Linked DNA regions of Sus scrofa: region 2 is linked to region 1. Evidence: chromatin contacts called from public Hi-C data. All regions are on one chromosome and are shown on one strand. Each heading gives the region's core, a stretch centred on a gene start, on an enhancer-like site or on the middle of the called end of the contact. The rest is flanking DNA. Distances are from core to core; before and after follow the strand shown. Region 1 overlaps NHSL2 (NHS-like protein 2). Region 2 holds the start of RTL5 (retrotransposon gag domain-containing protein 4).

Region 1 (4,193 bases), core at 998-3,497:
CTTATATATGTTATCTTTCATATGGATGTTCAAATCAATTTGTCAAGTTCTGTGAAAAATTCCTGTGGATAATTGATTGGAATGGCAATTAGTTTACAGATTAATTTAAGGGGAATTGATATCTCTTCTCCTTTTCCACACACAACTTTTCCTCCTTCATCAAGAGCACATGAAAAAATTTAGGGGCTAAAGGACCCATGTAAGCTCTCCTTCTCTCCTTCTCTCTCTCTCTCTCTCTCTCTCACACACACACACACACACACACACACACACACGCAAAAAGTAAATATTTTTTAGAAACTTGGGCACATGGGCTCTGGGCACTAGGGCTGTTGTTCAATGGTACTCCCAGAGTGGGGGCAACTTCTTTTCCTGATCAAAAAGAAACAACCCCACCTCAAACTCTGACTTGATAACAGATTTTTTGGACTTCAAGGAAGGAAGTGGGGAGTAAATGAAGCAGACAAGCCACACATGGTAACATTAGGAGACAATGGGGTCATGATTTTCTATCCAGGAGAGCCCAGGGTGATGGCTAGTATGAATGGTGGAGGATGAGAAGTACCAGGAATTTGTATTGTCTATGAGTACTAATAGACATTGTCTATGAGGTGGGGTTCTGAGGAACCAGGGAAGCACCAGTTCCCAGCAGGGTGTTCTCATTCATTGTGTCCCTCTATATATGGTAAATAGGGGAAGACAAGCTGGACTGGCAGCTGGGCACATTGGGCCCGATATTCTGGATAGAGCATAGTGTGGGTTTGGAGGAGAATCTGGCTACCTTTGGGTCCATTGCTCCTTCCTGTGGAGTTTCTCTCTTGGTGGAGGTGCAAATGCCTGGGTAATTTATCCTCGTAGGAAAAAAAAATGGTCTATTCTATCACAATAGAGCCATGCTACCTGCCCAGTTGTGCCCCCCTTCAGGGTCACCAACTGGCAGCAGGTACTCACAGCCAATCACACAGACCTTGATGCCTGGCCTAAGGATGGGGCTGCCCAAGCAGCTCAACCTACCCACTCAGGTGCTCCTGCAAGCTGTAGGCCTGAAGGATGTTCAGTAGCATGAGGCAGCCTTGGAATTTAGTGGGAGCTCTCCAGACTTTTCCCAAGGAAGAAGGAAGGCCTGCTTTAGGGATTCTTTGCCATGTGCAGATACTGTCTGGGCATGCAGCTCTGCCCTCACCTATTCAGCTTACAGGATGGACCCTACTGCTCTCAGATATCTATATTCTCCCCCACAAGATCATAGTCTTCAAGGAAAGAGTGGAGCCTGAGCTACCAGCACCACGCTCTGGATCTTAGCATCTAACAAGGCCGACAAAACATCATTCTAATAGCAAAAGGCAAAATCAGATGTAGTAAATACCTTAGGAGAGGTCCAAAGTGCTATGTGGAATTTACTAACCCCACTTCTGAAAATCCCATCTATCATTAAGTCTTTCCTTACCCCAATGTCTCTTGGATCTGTTTCTTTTTTCCTTCCCATTTCATGAATCTGATTTAGGCCCTCCTGAGCGCTACCAGACTACTTCAGGTACCACTTCTCTCATCTATTTTCCTCTGTGCATCTTCTGAACTCAAAGCTCTAATCATGTCCTCTGCTCCATAATAAAACAATCTTGACAGCATCAAGCCCAATGCCTGACTTTGTTCTTAAATGGCATTTATACCTTCCCCTTTATTTCCAAAACGGCAAATATTTGTTATAGTGCTTAACTTTCAAGGTCCTCTAGGATGTGGTCCAACCTTCTTTTCCTGTGTCTGTGTGTATGTGGGGCTGGGGGTGCAGTTAGAATGGCAGTGCCGCTTGATGCTGTATAAAGTGCACCTTGAACTTTGGGGTGAGAGGTAACTGGTTCATCAGAGTCCCTCCTCTGCGTCTTAGATGCAAGACCCTGGCTCATCCTTCACGTGTCTGTCGCTCTCAGTTTCCCATTCTGTTAAAACCCGGTAACAAAACCACCTCTATTCGAGGTTAGTGGTGAAGACTCAGTGGGAGTGGAGGTGAGAGGGGCTTCCAGCGCCGGAAGCTTCTCAGAGCCAGGGGCTTCAGGCAGGGGTGGGCCGGGGTGGACCGGGGTGGACTGTCGGAGCAGGTGCTGCCATGGGGCGGGGGGCGGGCCGCCCTGGGGCTGCTTTTTGTGCGCAGAGCAGCTCGGTGCGTCACCAGGCGCGTGCGGAGGCTGAGAGCCTGCGGGGGTGGCCGGTGCTGGCGCAGCCGGCTGGATGAGTCACGGGTCCCTCAGCACCTCCGGAACACGAGGCTCCTCAGAAGCGGCCAGGCCCCCGCCCTCCTTCCTCCCCCGCCTGGCGGAGCGGCAGAGCCGGCCCGGCGGCCGGCAGAGGGCGCTGCAAGTGCAGCCGCTCCAGCGGCCAAAGGCGGGCCCCGCCTCTGGCTCAGAGAGAAAGATCCCTGGGCTCAGGGGTGGGGGGGCTGGGGGAGGTCTCAGCACCCCCAGTGGCGGCTTTGTTTTGAACGAAAACGCTTGCCTTTAACAGAGAAGTGAAATGTACCTCAAAATGATCAGTCCCTATACAGAGTGATGGGGCTGACAGGGTCCTGCTGGAGAGGGCGTCTTCTTGCTAGCCCCCAGCTTTTGAGCCGGGATGTCAGAAGTTGGCGAGTCACCACTCTCCCCAGAGACGGTCCCTGATAGGGTGGGTCTCCCTTTTCCACAATAGATCTGCTTAGGGAACCCGGCCCTTAATTGTCTCCCCCTTTGACGTTTCCCCCCACAGGAGTTGATGAAGTTTCCAAAGATTTGGGCTGACAGCAATGAAGGGCAAGGGGAAAGAGCACTAGCTAGCAGAGGTGGACGGTTTCAGTGCCAGCTCCATCTTGAGGTTGCTGTGTGACCTTGGCCATCTCGTTATTCATTCATTCATTCAGAAAGCATTCACTATGTCCGCAAGGTGACCGTGAGGGGAAGGGAGGAGGCCAAAGCTGTGAACAGACTGTTACTCCGACCTTAAAATAGTTTATGGTTTGCACAAGACTCCCACACATAAGTGATCCACAAATATTTGCTGAATAAATAAATGCTATGATGTAATCACTTACACATGAGAGCAGGGAATTTGGGGTCACCTGTGCATCCCAGGTGCCTAGAACAGTGCCTGACACACCGAAGGTCCTCAGTAGTTTGTCGAATAGATAACGGAATGCATTAAGCATTTTTCGAGCACAGGAGAGAGTACTTAACCCACAAGAGTATGTGATGTTTGAGCCAACTCTCGAGGAAGAGTGGGTATTAGCTAGCCACCCAGGACCAGAGGGAAAGGCCATACAGGCAGAGGAGCCTGTGCCAAGGTGCAGAGCTCACTGTGTCCTCATCTCTCTGCTCTTCAGTTCCTTTAATAAGAAAACAAGTGTAGATTTGGCCCTGTAATCCCTCAGATTCTTCAAGTTCTGAGATTCTCTGATTCTAATTATGAATCCAGTTACCCAAGTTAGGGCCTGACTAGTGCTGGGAAGCTTTGCAGCTCAAGAAATTCAGGTTTTAACTTTTGGATGAACCCATCTTCAGAATCAAGACTTGATGACCCTAAACACCTCTTTTCCATCCCCTTGTTTTGTCTTTCACCTTGGAGCACTCCCTCGAACCCTCATACAATGAATTATCTATGCCATTAAAGTCAGCTCTTATTTGTATATTGCCATGATTTTTCTTTGTATTCATTTGGTTTTTGAAATAAAGCCTTTGCTGATTTCATATTCGTTAACTAACACAGTTAATTGCAGACCAAACAGAAAAGTACACAGAAGAAAATAAACACCACCCATCCTTCACCTACCTGATATGGTTCCTTGAAGATTCATTAGGCTTTCATTAAAATAAACACACCCACCCATAAGCTCATACAACACACGGTCACAGATGACTGTTATGTGAAGCTTACGTTCCCAGCGAAAGCATGAGCTGTGAGCTGGAGGCAGTTCTCTCTTGCTCTCCATTAATTGTGTCTCTGATGGAAAGAGATGTTGGCTGGAACCCCAAAACTCTGATTCTTTTTTTTTTTTTTTTGTCTTTTATCCTTTTAGTGCCGCACGCATGGCATATGGAGGTTCCCAGGCTAGGAGTCTAATCGGAGCTGTAGCTGCCGGCCTAAGCTAGAGCCACAGCAACACAGGATCCAAGCTGCATCTACAACGTATACCACAGCTCATGGCAATGCCGGATCCTTAACCCACT
Region 2 (4,193 bases), core at 1,058-3,557, 130 kb after region 1:
TATGTTACTTCCTGGTCATGGTCAAAGGATGGTCTGGAGTTCTCCAGGTCTTCTTCGGGTTTGGCAGGTCTGGAACGCCCTTAAGTACTGGTCAGTGAAGGGGGCAGGGGTGGCAGCGAAAGCAGGGGGCAGGGGATGCAGTGGAAGGGTGTGTTCCTGGGGGGCCAGCTTGGCCCAGCGCTCACACGCGGATTCGGCCCCGTGCGGCCCGGTGGCCCCCCTGTCTCGGAGTGAGGCGGAATAGCACTGGGGGACGGCGGCGAATTTGGCGTTGCCCTAGGCGACCTGCGCGGCGAATCAGTGGCGGCGAACTGTAGAAGGGTGAATTGGTACCCGGAAGGCCCTCCAAAAGTGGGACTCGATTCTGGTTCCTCCGTCTGCTGGGCTGTATGATGGGAGGTGACACATCTAGGAAATTTTCATGATAGTAGCCAGAAGTCTGGGAGGAAGCGTTCGCGTAGGTGGGCTCCATCTCCATCAGCTCATCCAGGTCATCGTCTTGGGTCTCATCCTCCGTCTCTTGCTCCTGTTCTGGCTCCGGCTCCGGCTCCTGCTCTGGTTCCTGGCGGCCACCCTCATCTTCATCTTCTTCCTCATCCTTATTCTGATCTTCCTCTTCCTTCTTCCTCTTCTTCCTCATCTCCTCCTCCTCTTCTTCCTCCTCCTCCACTTCTTCCTCCTCCTCGTCTTCCTCCCCTTTCTGTTTCAGCTCCTTCTTTCTCATCTCTTCCTCTCTCTTCCTCCTCTTCTCCTCCCTGGTCTCCTGCTGAACAGCTCTCACGCGCCACCGCTGGTCCTTGTCCTGAAGCCTGCGCCTGCGTGCCTCTTCATCTTCATCCCCACTGTAACACTCTTCTCCCTCCTCACCTTCGAGATGAGGGTCTGCTGCAAAAGGGAAGAAAATATTGCGAACCCCAGGGAGTGGGATTGGCTTGGGGACACGCACTTTTCTCTCTATCTCCACGCACTCAAGAATCAGCTCGTCCAGGTCGGCCATTTCAGTTGACCATAAGAGCTCCTTGCGGAAGAATTCTGACAGGCCTTTGAGGAATTGATTTTGAAGGCGGCAGTCATCCCAAGAGAGGAATTGAGCGAGGAACTGAAAAGCATCTGCATAGCTGCCCAGGGTACAGTCTCCCTGCTTGAGCTTGCGGATGGCCTTTTTTGCCACACTTGGGGGGATGGGGCCACAGAATTCCTTACGGATTTCATCTAGGAAGCGCGGGAAGTTGGCATGCAGGGGGCTTCCTTCCTGGGTGACTGAGACAGCCCAGTCCTTGGCTTCGCCAGCGAAAAAAGAGATCAAAAAGGCCACCCGCTCAGCGCCCCCGGGGAAATGATCCTCATGGTCGGCTATGAAAGTCTCTAGCTGCATCAGGAATTCAGCCAGGTAGACTGGGTCGCCCGAAAAGGGCTCTATCTCGGGCCGCTCCAGCGGCGGCAGAGGAGGCTGCGGGGGCAGCTCCTTGGCCGGGGGCGGGGGCAGCGCCGGCGGGGGCGGGCTGGGCATCGTGGGCGGGTCGGCGGGCCCTCCGGAGGTGCCGCAATCCTGGATCACGCTAATCAACAGTTCGTCCGGGGCGTACTCGGGCTCGGCGCGCTGCGGAGGCCAGCACAGGAAGGGCACTTCTCCCTCGGGAACAGCGTCAATCTCACTGAGCGGGAACTCAAAGTTCTCCTCGGCAAGGACGGGCATCACTGGCATCGGCCAGCGCATGTAGCTCGAGACATTGCCCCGCAAGGAATTGACCTCGGCCAGGGCTCTGCCGAGCTGGAAGCCCAAGTTGGCATTCTCCCCGCGAAGGGCATTTAATTCTTCTCGCAAGGCCACGTTCGCCATGCGGAGGCTATTGAGATTCCCGGCAGCCTCGGACATCGGGACTAGCTGGGGGCCTGGGCCTGCGGGCTGGGGTGGGATGGGGAGTTGGGGGCAGCGAGAAGAGCAGGGGGCGGCGGCAGCGGCGGGGCGCGCGGGAGGCCGAGCCACACCCACCGGGGCTAGCGCGGAGGACCGGGCGGCTCGGCCGGGGCGCTTTACCTCGTCCAGGGGAGCGGAGAGGGCGGGCGGCAGCGAGAGCCGGGAGGCGCGGCGCGGAGGAGGCAGGCGGTGAGGCGGTTATCGGGCCGGCGGAGGCAGGCGGCGCGAGAGAGGGAGAGGACTGCGGCACGATCTGTCGAGGAAAAATCTTGCGGCTGGCGCGTCCCCGCCTTTTAAGCGCGGCCCGCGCCACCCCACCCCCACCCCCGGCCGGGGCGGGTCTTGGGGAACCGCGGGCGCCCACTGGCCGCCGCGCGCCGCCTCCCCCCCCCCCCCCCGGCGGCGCCTCTCACTGCCTCTCTCCTTCCCTAGCTGCAGCTAACTCGGGTCGGGAAAATGCGACAGCGACTGCCCACTCGAGGTCGTCATGGCGACAGCCAGTGAACGTGTTCCTCTCCTCGGGCAGGCCCCCGAGTGTAGAGGAGCTGCTTCGCGAGGCGCAGCTCAATCTCCAGAGCCTGTTGCAAGGTACCGAGAGGGAGGGGGGCTGCGGCCGGAGCCCACGGGCCAGATGCGCAGCGGCTGGAGGGAGGCGACGAAGAAAAAGGACAGGGACCCGCGAGAGAAAAAGAGAGAACAGTAGAAAACCTATTTAAAAAAACAAAACACACACTTTCCATCTCTCACCTTTCAGACTACTGACTCCAAAGGGCCCACTTTCTACGACTGTTTACACCCCCCCGTCCCACCTCTCCACCCACGCACACTTTTTTTTTTTCCAGTTTAGTAGTCTCTGGGGGAAAAAGGGACGGTGGCCTGGGCGGGGCCGTGGGTCAAGTCATTTACAAAGAGAGCTGGATGAGAGACACGCACAGTGTGGGCCCACATACCCTCAGGCCTTCTCTTGCCCCATCACCCATGCCTTTGGAATCCCTGCACCCAAAGACAAAGGAGGCCATCTGCAGGATCTCTTACTCTGGGCTTCAGTGACTCTACTCTTGCAATAACCTTGCCCGCATATCTCCTGGGTGGCTCCTGCCTCACCAAAGTAAGCCCAGTACACAGCACCCACGTTGCCCATCTCATCCCCAATTCCCAACCCAGTGTCTTTGGAACATACTGATGAGCACCTTGTACATAAAGTTGGGTCCACACAAGCTAGAGAAAGAGCCCAGTCCTTATGCTGTAGCAGTCAGACCACCCGCACCAGGTAGAGTGAGAAAACCCAGACTTCAAAATCAGAGCCAAAATGGATTCGAATCCCACACCTAACTAGCCCTGTGACATTATGCAGATGACCCAACCTCTTTGAGCTTCAGATTAGTCAGCCATCCTTAAAATGGGGATTCCAGTTCCCCATGTGGCAAGATTTTGTGAGAATTAAGAATAGGGTGTTCTCAGAGTTCCCGTTGTGGCTCAGCGGGTTAAGAACTGGCCATAGTGTCTGTGAGGATGCAGATTCCAACCCTGGCCTCGCTCAGTGCGTTAAGGATCTGGTGTTGCTGCAAGCTGCAGCATAGGTCCAAGACGCAGCTCGGATCTCACATTGCTGTGGCTGTGGTGTCAGCCAGCAGCTGTAGCTCTGATTCGACCCCTAGCCTGAGAACTTCTATATGCCACAGGTGTGCCATAAAAGGGGGGGAAAGGAGTGGGATGTTCATAAACCCATTAGCAGGAGTATCTTGTAGCTGGAGAGACCCTGATAAAATGCAGCATCAACTCCTGGTCTGTGTCCTTTGGAACATAGGTTGATCTAGACACAGTACTAAAATTAATATAAAAGGAAAAATAACGTGGTCCCTGAAAGGACCTTACAATATGAAAAACATGCACATGGACCAGAGGGACTGATCCAATGTAAGTGGCAAGAGGATTAAAACTCAAACTTGGTGCTATGGGAGAGACTACTGGGTGCTGCAAATATCTGGATGGAGATTACAAGGGGCATGCATGCGTCATAATTCACTGAACCGCACACTTGTGCACTTTACTGTAAGTAAGTTAGGTCTCAAGAAAAGAATGCAAAGAAAACCCTAGCGCTGGTTCCAGGCTCCTTGCACTCTCCAGGCACTCACTGTCCCATTCAGGCCTCTTTTCCAAGCCTCGAAGCCCTTCTTCCCTCTTCCCCACTTTGCATCATTCCCTCCATAAGCAGTTATACTTTGTCCATCCAGCTCAGGAGGACCTGTATAGTTCTGAACTGCTTTTTCTTTCA

The links. Hi-C and Micro-C count contacts between places; a contact is called where the count stands out from the background.
Region 2: a Hi-C map of subcutaneous adipose tissue shows a contact between it and region 1, with 2.5 times the contacts expected there. The contact joins the promoter of RTL5 here to the enhancer-like site in region 1. A contact is called at or near these places in 13 of 47 Hi-C or Micro-C datasets (adipocytes, embryonic fibroblasts, epiblast stem cells and 7 more) and 1 of 2 datasets of contacts at active chromatin or transcription factors (skeletal muscle).

Annotation. Positions count from the first base shown.
Region 1 is chrX:57,877,559-57,881,751 of Sscrofa11.1, forward strand. The region is part of intron 3 of NHSL2 (NHS-like protein 2); the gene reads left to right. Among named protein-coding and RNA genes, the nearest start is that of RTL5, 130 kb to the right of the region's middle. Within about 2 kb of position 2,248, at least 25 of the 83 cell types and tissues checked have an H3K27ac peak or open chromatin away from gene starts, as enhancers often do. A contact at or near this core is called in retroperitoneal adipose tissue and subcutaneous adipose tissue, where this site is marked.
Region 2 is chrX:58,010,658-58,014,850 of Sscrofa11.1, forward strand. It overlaps RTL5 (retrotransposon gag domain-containing protein 4), which reads right to left and starts at 2,308. Exons shown (of 2, transcript XM_005657832.3): 1 at 1-2,308. The coding sequence starts at 1,876. The coding sequence ends at 182. All of the region lies in intron 3 of NHSL2 (NHS-like protein 2), which reads left to right.